3 separate regions of the Zea mays genome follow, and all the other regions are linked to region 3. Evidence: chromatin contacts called from public Hi-C data. All regions are on one chromosome and are shown on one strand. Each heading gives the region's core, a stretch centred on a gene start, on an enhancer-like site or on the middle of the called end of the contact. The rest is flanking DNA. Distances are from core to core; before and after follow the strand shown. Region 1 holds the start of LOC100278939 (RING-H2 finger protein ATL3). Region 2 holds the start of LOC100280285 (pectinesterase). Region 3 holds the start of LOC100272608 (Dual specificity protein phosphatase PHS1).

Evidence for each region. Hi-C and Micro-C count contacts between places; a contact is called where the count stands out from the background.
Region 1: a Hi-C map of tassel shows a contact between it and region 3, with 2.5 times the contacts expected there. The contact joins the promoter of LOC100278939 here to the promoter of LOC100272608 in region 3. A contact is called at or near these places in 3 of 25 Hi-C or Micro-C datasets (bundle sheath, leaf mesophyll and tassel).
Region 2: a Hi-C map of tassel shows a contact between it and region 3, with 3 times the contacts expected there. The contact joins the promoter of LOC100280285 here to the promoter of LOC100272608 in region 3. A contact is called at or near these places in 5 of 25 Hi-C or Micro-C datasets (bundle sheath, ear, leaf and 1 more).

Annotation. Positions count from the first base shown.
Region 1 is chr3:55,980,526-55,984,618 of Zm-B73-REFERENCE-NAM-5.0, reverse strand. It overlaps LOC100278939 (RING-H2 finger protein ATL3), which reads right to left and starts at 2,090. Exons shown (of 1, transcript NM_001174227.2): 1 at 987-2,090. The coding sequence starts at 2,042. The coding sequence ends at 1,278.
Region 2 is chr3:56,807,632-56,811,592 of Zm-B73-REFERENCE-NAM-5.0, reverse strand. LOC100280285 (pectinesterase) reads right to left here and starts at 1,493. Exons shown (of 2, transcript NM_001153213.1): 1 at 367-1,493. The coding sequence starts at 1,366.
Region 3 is chr3:56,313,071-56,316,791 of Zm-B73-REFERENCE-NAM-5.0, reverse strand. It overlaps LOC100272608 (Dual specificity protein phosphatase PHS1), which reads right to left and starts at 2,220. Exons shown (of 11, transcript NM_001147071.2): 1 at 1,802-2,220; 2 at 747-782; 3 at 478-656. The coding sequence starts at 1,885.

The sequences.
Region 1 (4,093 bases), core at 841-3,340, 330 kb after region 3:
AGCACAGCGTCTGGCCGAAACCTCGAGACACAGCAAGCTGCCTTCACCATCGTCGCTGCCCCGACGCCCCACACAATGATGAAGATTTTGGGGCCTGTTGCCACCATCACCACCTTGCACAAGCCCGAGCCACTAGCCGACGCTGCCGCAGACGAGAGGAGGTCCCGCCACCGCCATTCTGGTCGACTTTGTAGGCCTGTCGATGCACCAACGCCGAACTCCACCCGGCTCATGCACTGGCCCGGGACCAGCCTGCCGGCGCCTCCGATGCTGGCACGCGGAGGCGGTCGACCTCACGCGCGCCAGATCCAGCCCTTCGCGCATCAGCTGCGCAAGCACGCAGACCAGGCACCCCTCCAGCCCCCTGAGCAGCAGCGATGGGCGGACGCCGCCGCCGTGGGCTAGCTAGGGGCACGATGATACCGCCGCTGCCTCCACCACTAGCTGCACGAGCAACCCGCCAGCTAGCTCCGGCGTTGAGCCGCGCCTAGGTCCCAAGCCAGCAGCGAACCATGGTGGCCCTCCATGCCGGGAGCCGGAGAGCGTCGTCGGACGGGTCCCATGCGGGGACAACTGGATCCATGGCAGGGGACCATAGATCCAAAGACGAGCTCCCCGGATCTGGCCGAAGACGCGCCGGAGCCCCACCCAACGTCGACGAAGGGGAGGGAGAGAGGAGAGCAGGGTGGGGAGGGGACGGAGAGAGAAGAGGAGGCACGAGTGGGAGGTCGCGGAGAAGCCGACTTGGGTCGACAGCCACCGCTAGCCGCCACTGCCGCCGGCTGCGACGGCACCGGCCGGCAAGGGCAAGTGTGGAGTGGACCGGTGGTGGCGCGGCCTGGTTGCCTGCCCCCGAGACGCCCCAAGCGGAGCGACGCGAGGGCGTCCTTTACTGCGAGCACTTTGTTTACATATTGTAACGTGATAGATAATTGATAACGTTAGATTATATTTGTTTAGATTCAGCCGAAATAAAATATCACATTAGTAGCTCCACCTATTCAAATTTATTACAACTATCAATCATTAATGTTGTGAAGCAAATAGCATCCAAGCAGTTTACATGTCTCGAGTCAACGTCGAGACAGATATGTCCATGAGTTCGTCCGCAAAAAATCGTACTACAAATCATGGCAAAACACAGCTGGCATCACCAACAAATCTATGTACAGTCTAATGGCAGAACGCTCCGAAACAATCGAGGTGTCCATGTGCGAAAATCAGAGGAAGCTTCCGAGGTCCTGTAGTCTGTGGCTGTGGGAGCCAATGGAGCCCTGTCAGAAGGAAGAGAATCGGGTGGAAGCAAAGACCCGCCTGGCTTTCTCAAGATCCCGGCCGCTATGCAACCTCCCCATCACCGGCACTACCGTGGATCCATTGGGCGTCGCGGCGACGGCGTCCCCGGCCACGTCTATCCGCACCTCCTCCGACAGCGCCCCGCCCTCGGCTGGCACGATAGCGCCCGGCGCCACGACGACGACGTCGGCGCGGCAGAGCGGGCACGTGGCGTTCCCCCGGAACCAGGCGCCAATGCACTCGATGTGGAAGCGGTGGCCGCACCGCGGCAGCGCGCGGGCCTTCTCCCCGGGCTCGAGCTCCGCGAGGCAGACCGCGCAGTCCCCGCCCCCCGCATCCGCGCCCGCTTCGATCAGCACGACCGGTATCGCGGCGAGCACAGCGGAATCGAGGCCGCGATGGGGGGGAGGCGCTCCCTCTCCGTCACCGTCGCGGCGGTCCTCGTCGCCACCGGCGATGGCCAGGCTCCGGAACAGCCGCCGCTGGTTGCCGCCGAGGCGCCGCCGCCGTGTGCTGTTGTAGAGGTGCAGCGCGACGAGCGCCAGGAGCACGCCCGCGAACGCCCCCGCCGCGGCGAGCAGGATCTTGCCAGTCATGGCGTAGTTCGTCGGGTCGGTCACCTGCGGTGGGCTGGGGACGTGCGGCTTGGAGAACGGCAACCTATACTCGGGACTCCCTTCGCACGAGACCGCCTCCTCGCTCGCCTTGGGGCCGTTGCCGTTGCCGTCGCCGTCGCTGACGCCCATGTCTGATGGTCGAGCGCTGCGCTCACCGAACTGAGCTGTGGTTTCGCGGATGATTTGGGTGTGGTGAGTTCGGTGAGCAAGTTACTTATAGTACGTGATTTCATGACTGAAGTGCCCTTGGTAATGCTCGGAACATTGGGATGGAAATCAAAGGGGTAGCCTCGGGTTTTCAGCATTGGCTGGACGTCTAGAGTAGCACAGCAAGTCAGCAACAGTCCGTCTCCGTTCCCCGGGCCGGGGCTCACTGGCTGACCGCCCGTACGCCGTGTGAGGACAGGCGAACGGCCGTGATACGTTCACCGGGCGGTTCTAGGCGCACGGTCAAGAGAGTTGACTTTGATTAGGAGCATCAACCAACCAGGTCCAGTCCAGGTGGTAGTGGGTGTTCGTCTCCTCTGCTCTTTCCACAATGGATGTCCTCTCTTTAACTACTACTCCCACTGGGACATGGAAGCCCTCCCTTGCCGTGATTTGGACCCGGGCAAAATTTCTCAGGGACTGGGGAGCAGACGGCGACAGGCAGCGCGGGGGCGTGGTCGGCCCTGACCGATCGACCTGCGAAGCTTCGCGGAAGCGAGGCGTCCGCCAGCCACGTCACAGCTTCTGTCCTCGCCTGCTTCAGCGAGAAGAGGAAAGTGACCTTGCCCCTCTTGCCGGACCCCATCGAGGGCCCACGGCCGTCTTTAGAAATATACAGGCCCCGTAACGACATCAACGGGCCCCTATATATATATATATATATATATATATATATATATATATATATATATATATATATATATATATATATATATATATATATATATATATATATATATATATATATATATATATATATATATATATAAAAGTTTATATGTATAGTATAATTAAGACATGCTTTCACTAACTCAAATAATTTAGATATGTATGGTTCTAGTAACTAATGTTTAGCTCGTATCATATCATATATTTGAATGTCTATTACGAGTATTAAATATAGTCTAACTATAAAACTAATTACACAACTGAAAACTAAAGGATGAGACAAATTTTATTAAGCCTAAGTGACCTATGATTAGCAAATGTTTAATGTAGCACTACATAAGCAAAACGTGGACTAATTAGGTTTAATAACTCTGTCTCGTCGTTTAGTTCTTATGTATATAATTAGTTTTTATAAATAGACTACATTTAATTCTCGTTTGTGTACTTAGTTTTATAATTAACTGTATTTAATGTTTCTAACTAGCATCTAAATATCCTACGTGATAGGAACTAAAATTTAGTCTAGAGAACCAAACAGTACCTCAAACTCTACCTTCGGTAGCTGTGGCGCTTGGTCAGAGATCGTGGGTTCTCCTCGCTAAAGTTTAGTTCGTCTCTCGTTCGATGTTTAAATATAAATTGAGTATTAAATATAATTTAATTATAAAACTAATTATATAGATAAAGATCAAACTTCAACACAAATTTATTAAGCCTAATTAATTTATGATTAGCAAATATCTACTGTAGCAGCACATGATCGAATCATTGACTAATTAAATTTAATAGATTTGACTTACCGTTTAGTCTTTCTTTATATAATTAGTTTTGTAATTAGACTATATTTAATATATCTAACTAGTATTTAATCATTAAAAGTGACGGGTCTAAAATTTAACCGTGGATCCAAACTAGTATTCCTACACTCGAGTCTCGTCACAGTGGTCCTCATTGTGGCTGCCGCTGGCTCTTGTAGACACAAGAATTATAGGTTGTGCTGTGCGGTAAGATGTGAAAGGTAGCGAGGGACAGAGATGGCAGCCGCCCTCATATTTCACCTTTTATTTTAAATTTTACTCTATAACAATATTATCTGCAATACAAAATAATGTTTTACATGATCACAGCCTAAAGCTAGTGAGACTGTCTCTAAAACACCGTAAATGTTTCTAGAGTATTAGGCTATCTCCAACGGTTTCCCTTATACTACATGTACTTTCTATTATATTTTACAATATCACTCTAAAAAATTATACTTCTACTATGTAGAGTATATCTCCAACCATTTGCCTTATCAATTCCCC
Region 2 (3,961 bases), core at 244-2,743, 500 kb before region 3:
GTACTTAGGAGCTAAGATATACTCCTGTATGCATGCTTCCTCCTATACTTTTATACTCTCTATCTCTCTTTTACGGTAACTTTATGCAGTTGTTCTACGCCCCCCCCCCCCCCCCCCCCCCAAAAAAAAAAAAATTCTTCCCTGACTTTTCGCTCCGAGATAAAAAAAATTTCAGGACAGAGTAGCGAGTGGGTGCTGCCCACTAGTACAAACACTGCATGCGCTTTTGCAATGATGAACTGGTGAATTGGATTCGGGTGTCAACACAACAGGCAGTACCGGATCGGGTCGTTTAATTTAATGCGCGATGCGATGCGAGCAATTAGAATGTAATTAAGCACTCAAACATAGTAGCAGTGTACTTACCGACTGTGGCCGAGCGGAAGGTGGTGTAGCCGTCGACGACGTTGCGGCTGGCCTTGATGACGGTCTTGCCGATGCCGTCGCCGACGAACATGAGGTTGACGTGCTTCTTCCCGACCTCCACGTTCTCCATGTACGCGCCGGCCTTAATGTAGATCACGTGCCGCTTCTTCGAGTTGGTGGGGGCGGCTGCCACGGCCGCCGCCACCGTCGTGTAGTCCCCGCTGCCGTCCTTGGCCACCACCGCGTCGGCGGCAACGGCCGACGCCGGGGCCTGCAGCAGGCGCCGGTCCCCGGGACGCACCCACCGGGGGAACCCCTTCACCATCTGCCCGTACCCCGTGAACGGCTGCCGCGGCGGCGCTGGCGCCGCTGAGGCGCCGGCGCCGGGCAGCTTCTTGGCCATGGCCAGCGAGTTGCTCACCATGCGGGACACGTGGTGGAAGGTCGGCTCGATGTAGCGCCGCACGCGCCCGCCGCTCTGGTACGCGAAGCCGTCGAGGCAGGTGTACTGGTTGGTGATGGCCGCCGAAAGCACCGTCATCACGTGCTCCATCGTCGCGCGCCTGGCGCCCTGCGACACGCCCGCCGACGCCGACCCCCTGCCGGCGGGGGACGCCAGGTCGGCGGTGCTGGCGCGGAGCTCGTCCATCGTGGTGGACAGCAGCTCCAGGCAGTCGTTGATGGCCAGGCGGTCCCGCGCCGACAGGGACCTGTCCTGCAGGTAGTACGAGCAGTTGCTGGACGTGGCGACCACCACGTCCTCGGTGCGGTTCACGGCCGCGCAGATGACGTCCGGGAGCGGCTTCTTGTGTAGGTCCGGGATGTCCGCGAGTGTCGACAGGCAGAGCTCCGGGTACAGCGTGCCGTCGCAGTGCGCGGCGGCGGCGGACTCCGCGGACGGGTAGAAGGGGACGGTGCCGGCGGCGGTGGCGGCGGTGGCAGCGCATGCGACAATTAGGAGGACCAGGAGATGCTCGCCTCTCTTGGGTATGGGTGGCATTGTGTCCTTGTCTGTGGCAGCTCGCTCTAGTGTGCAGTGGAGAGAGCTGCAGCCTGCAGGCCTGAATGGCTGATAGATAGATAGATTGCGGATTTGGTGTTTGCACTTCCCACGAGAGGTTTATGCAATGCAATGCACAATGCAATGCATCTCTATGTAGAGAGGCCCTACCTATATATGTGCAGCAAGTAGGAGCCTTTCGTGTCGGTGTTGGAATTGGAACCGAGATCCGCCGGACTCGCCAAAAATAAGGGATGGTCTTTAGTCACTTGTCAGTTAATGGACAACAAATTAAAGGAATGCTACATTGCTACTGGAGTAGAGTATACTGGAGTTCGCTAGCTCATTGTTCTGTTGTCATCTGAACCAGAGTCCAGAGGTTGACATGCTCAACCATGGTGGCTGGCTGTTTGCTAGGTATGTTGTTGTCTGCAGTTCAAAGCTATTAGCCTTAATAAATAACTTTTCTTTGCCATGAGCTGTAGCAAGTGAAAGAAGGGGGAAACTGGTAACTTACCTGCACTGCTTTGTGCTGTGCTGTGCTATGCTGGACAAATAATGAAGGACAATTTTCAGCAAGGCTGTGTGCCTAGGACAACAATTGAAATAGGCACTCCGAGCAAGCTTGCCCCCACCCATCAGCATAAATTATCTTATGGCATTAGCCGAATCATGCCAAGACGTCTATAAAAATAGCCTAGACCCCTAGAAATTGGGTTTCGGGGCATGACGGCGGCTACAACTGCTTGAGGCGCGAGCGGTGGCTGGACATCAACGGCGGCTTTATGTGGCGCGAGACGCGAGCGGCGGTGTGAGGCACGAGCGGCGGACCGAGGCAACGTCAGTGAGCGGCGGCCCTAGGTGACATCGGCGAGCAGCTCCCCAAGACGCGAGCGTCATGGCGGCCTCAACTGCACAAGGCACGAGCGGCGGCAACCGCCCGACGCCGAGCGGCGACGCGAGTGTATACGGCGGCCATGGCCCGATGCCGAGCGGCGATGGTGACGGTGACCGCCCGTGACAGCATCTAAAGACGATGATCTCCTCTGATCCGGCGTGTCTCGGGCATCCTTTGACAAAGACCACATTCGATCTGGTGGCTTCAGAGATGTTCGCCAATCCGGTGGCGTTAGGGTCGTCGTCCAGCGTCGTTCTCCCACCGATCCGCGTTTATGCCTTCCATGATTATGTTGTATGCACACTATTTATGCATTCTATTGGGAATTTTTATGATGATGAATACAACGTCTCTCACGTGGCTTCGATTTTTTATGGTAACCACCTAAATTCACGCACATTTGTTACGGGGATGTCAAACGTGATATCACACTGACCATTATTATAACATTGTGGATTTTTATGCTTACCAATGTCAATATTTATGCTTAAAATTAGGATGTTTATGCTCAAACATGTGGATGCGTCCACCAATGTCCCGCATGCATATTTTTTGCATGCACAGTAAAAAGGGAATCCCTTAATTTATGGTGTTCGTAAATGCCATTAAAATCAAATTGTTTAATCAATTCCCCCTAATCAACTCTTCTAATCAACCCCCTAATAAAATCCCTTGATTTATGGTGGTCACATGGACGTGAGAGCTAATGGTTGAGAGTGAATGAACATTTACGATGTTATCTATCATTATATGTGCTCCAACTTGAAGATTTTTATGATTAGTAATACTAGGCATCAGAGTTACTAGCGCCCCTCACTTTAGCTCGGTATTTATGATCATAACTAATGGATTTTACGCTCAAAATTGAAGGTTTTTACCCTCAAACATGTAGATGCATTCACTAGTGAACTGCTTGCCAGATTTTTATGCAGTGTACCAAGTATATATCATAATTAGTATCAATATATATTATAAATTGGTTATAACGAGTCTAGCTGCATGGCTATTGGATCGATCCTATATTTATGGAATCATCCTATTTTTGCGAGCATGCAGTGGAAACGAAAATATCTTCTAAAATTTTCGCACATGCAATAAAAACTCTCACGATCTACCATAATTACTGGATCTACCACAAAAATAGGATATGCATGCATGGGCCTGCGCATGTGCACATGGTCCAGTGGCTGGGCGAGATTTTTATGATATCTCCATGAACAATTTACACTATTTCCACGAAGTATTTATGCTATTTGCGTAAAAAATAGAACCACAATTTAAGGCGTGTGTCCCACGCGGGGGTTGAGATGTTAGACCGAGGGTTTGACTGACGCGTGGCGGAGAGGTTTGACCTGGTGCACACAGATGTGGGATGTGGGTGGACATGCTGGTGCGGTCCAACCAGGTCGCAGAAGGTCGGCTAGGGCTTCCTCTACCATTTGAAAGCCAGAACTACAATATACCTTCCTATATATATGTAATATTTTAAAATATTTAACATAAATGAGATGTTGCACTAATACTTTTATAGATTGTAATTCCTTTGAGTTTAGGATTATGGCCTCATCATATATCTAATAAAACTTTGAGATGGTTTGTTAGACGAACAATACAGTCATAAAATCGAGAGTCCACGCTCGATTGCCTGGAATCTTCGATGGGTGTGACTCTCAAGATATCGTTGGAGACTAGACTGT
Region 3 (3,721 bases), core at 971-3,470:
GAACCAAGATAACAATTTGGGGTCTAAGTAAGATATTATTATAGGAAAAATTCCAAATTACTCTCGTCAAGTTTGGTATATGTCCAGATGAGCATCTTATTAGAGGAGAATATGACTATAGGAGGGAGGTCTAAACACATTACAGGCATATAATTCAACGTTCTCCTTCACCAAGAGAAAAGACAATAGGGAAATCTATGCTGGCACAGATTTCAAGTTTTCAGATAATCATTCCTGCTAATTCAGTTAACAAGAGTAATGTAAAAGAGGGTTCAATCTTGTTCTTGGGCACTCCACTTTTTCTCTAGGAACACACAGCATTTCATTGTTCATTTGAAGATGGAATATAATTCAACATTTTCACCATAAGGTTTGGAAGGCACAAGAGCTTAATTTTGCAATTACAGATAATCAACTAAGTGGTATGAAGTGACCTCTAAAGGATAATAGGATACCAATGGATTCCACAAAGCAAACCTTAAGTCCCCGCTACCAAATAGTGAGAAGCTCCCACTTGGCATGACTTCAATCCTTGAACCTCGATGTGGGAACCCAGATGGCCGGAAAGCCCCACTCCTCTTACGTACTAATGAGAGCCATTTCTCAAATGTTTGTGCTGACGTCGATATATCACCACCAAATAATAAAGAAACCACCTAAACACAAGCAGATTTATTTGGTTTTACCCAGTAAGATAAAGTATCACATTTTAAATTGCAAATGAACATTGAAGAAACAACACTTACACGAGAAGGTAGCTTCAGATCTTTATCCTCGTTTTCCTGTAAGAAATGTAAAATTTTATATAACATTTATGTATTTCTTCTGCATAGACACATTTCATAATACTATAATGGCATGTCTTGATTGATGGAAAATTCGAGAGAGAGAAAAAGAGATCTAAAGCAGTTTTTTCTGAAGATGAACAGATGGAATTTTGTGCACCAAGATTGTCTATATTACAAGTTCGAGCAAACAGAAGAGTATATGCACATAGAAACTAACACTAACATGAGATTAACTCTTCCCTTTACCAGCTGACCAGCATATGCTCCGCGGATGAAAGTGGTTGGGTACTTGGGCCAATTCAAAACCCATTGCATTAAGTTAGGAGTCCAATGTTCCCTTAATCGGTATAAATCATCTCTCATTAGGAACAAGTGTCTGTAAACCAAATGAACTACTGATGTATGGGTCATCCCTTACTCAGTCTAGGCCAATCTACTTACATCCATAATATGCTCAACTTGAACTGGAATGAGACGTGCTGTTAACTTCCCTTGTCTTACAAGGAAGATAGTTGCAAGATTTGGCATATGACGAACCTTTGGAGAAATTAGCATGTATAAAATCAAACGAAGCAGAACGCTGATCTAGTTTGGAACATGAGGTGTCAAGCATAATGCATTGTGCAAAAATTGAAACAACAAGACGAGAACAAACTGTTTTACTCCATTCATGATGAAATGGCCCTCCAAATAAATCCGCATAAATCCTCACTGCATTTGGGGGAAGGCGCACTTGATAGTCGAGATGAGACTAAATAGCAATGAAAAACTCACGGATACACCAAGCGTATCGAGAACCATTATTACCAAACCTAAATCTGACCAGTGGCCAGCAAAAAGCAGCTGCATTTCGCAACCATGTCCCGGAGCAGATAAAAGTTCAGATTTGCCAACAAGTCCCCCCTCCCTTGTCACTCTTTTACCCGCCTAGAACGACAGTGACTAACTCAGCGCATCAATAAAGACAAGATCAGATCACAAAAACACAAGTCCAAAGAAGAGAAAGGAACCACCTTGGGAGGAGGAATAATGGAGGGCCGCTCCTGGTCGCGCTCCTCCGCCGCCGCCTCTGGCTGCGTCGCGTCCCGCTGTTCCATGGGAGGGGCAAGGCTCGAGTAGCCCTTGACTACGCAGGCGCTTGGCGTGATATAGGTTTCAGCAACCGCCGCCTACGGCCTCTGCTTTGCGGCCGCCTGGCTTCCGGTGGGGGAGCGGGGCCGTCAGACCCCGACGGAAAAGGCGGGATCTTGCGCGAGTTTTCCTCCCCGCTCCAACCTTTCCGTCCGGGTGTTGGCTTTTTTCGTAATGGTGACTGCCTGCAGGAGGGGAGAGAGCGTCCCTAGTCCGAGAAACAAAAGCACGGGAAGACGAAAGTGTGGAGTGGGTCAGTACTCAGTAGTACTGTGGGGTGGTTACTGACTTTTTTTTTGGGAACGGGGTCCGTTGCGAATGGCTAGGCAACACAAGCCGTCCGATCCCGGCAGCAGAACCGCAAATATCCATCGCCTAGCCGTTAGGTGTGGAAGTGGAAAACTGGAAATGGATATCGGAAGTGAGAAAACTACAACTTTCCGAAAAAAACTGCACTTGCTACGAATCTTGTAGGCATTAGACTATCGTCACATCACTATATTTACGTATGTCAGTCTTTATCTATTATAATTTCAGTGTACAGCTTTTACCTTATACTACCGCACATTTCTTACATACTCATATGCACTACGAAAGATGATTTTTAATTGAAATAAAGTACCGAAAATACGGAAAACATTAAATAATACTTAGCTCGTCAAAGATAAACTATATAAACTAAACAAAGTTTATAAAATGCAACAAACTTGTTGGGTTCATACTTCGTCGCCGAAGGTCCTGCAAAAAGAAACAGCTTCAGTTGAAGCTGCTTGAACATGATGTCGAAGACACCGTTCACGAAGCTTCGAAACTACAGCATATCCGAAGACGAAGGGTCGAACCGACTTAAAGATAAAATGACCTTTTTAGCCCTTAAAGGTCTGAGTCATTGTTGTAAACTTTTATGAGGGGCATAATTGTAATTCTTCATGAGCTGTGTCCTGTGCCTATAAATAGTGAATAGTATTCCTTTACTGTTCACGGATTCCTGTAATTGATAACACATCACTCGGGAATTATTGTTTGTTAAGGCAAAGGTATAAATGTACCTAATCATTGTGTTCAAATATCTTAAATTCATTTAATAATATAAGTGAATGATGTTATTTATTTTCAACATATTTATCTCCAATGTTTCATGTTTTACCTTACTTTATATTAACTTTATAAGTTTAATTACGAAGGTGAAACCTTCGTAATAGTATGTTTGTGACCTTCGTCCGAAGCTTATTTGATCCTTGTGGAGATAATGCTTCGACGGACGAAGGGCATTGATATTTAACATTTTATGTTGCCTTGTTCTTAATTCATAGCATTTGAGAGCAAGTCCCCAACATTGGCGCCCACCTCCGATGAACTCACTTCCACTTTTTTGAGCTGATGGCTTCGTTCAACATTCAAGCCGGAGCTGCTTCGGCTCCGAAGCTGGTACTCCCGATAACAGGCGGTTCATGCTCAGAGCCAGCCAACAAGAAACAGAAGAAGGAGGCACAGAGAAGGGTACAGCATGTCGGGGTGCAGGGACCCTTCATCAAGTCAAGATGGTCTCACATTCCAATTACCTTCTCTCAAGAGGATCTCCAACTCAAGGATTACCCACACAACGACGCTATGGTTATCTCTTGTGTGATCAAAGGATTCCTGGTCCATAATGTTTTGGTTGATACAGGTAGCGCATCCCCTTTGTGGCTTCGGAGGAAGGCAGATTGTAGCACTCGGCAAAATCACAATGTCAGTGACCTTCGGATTTATCAACAACACAAGGACTGAACAAGTTGTGTTTGATATTGTTGACATGGAAT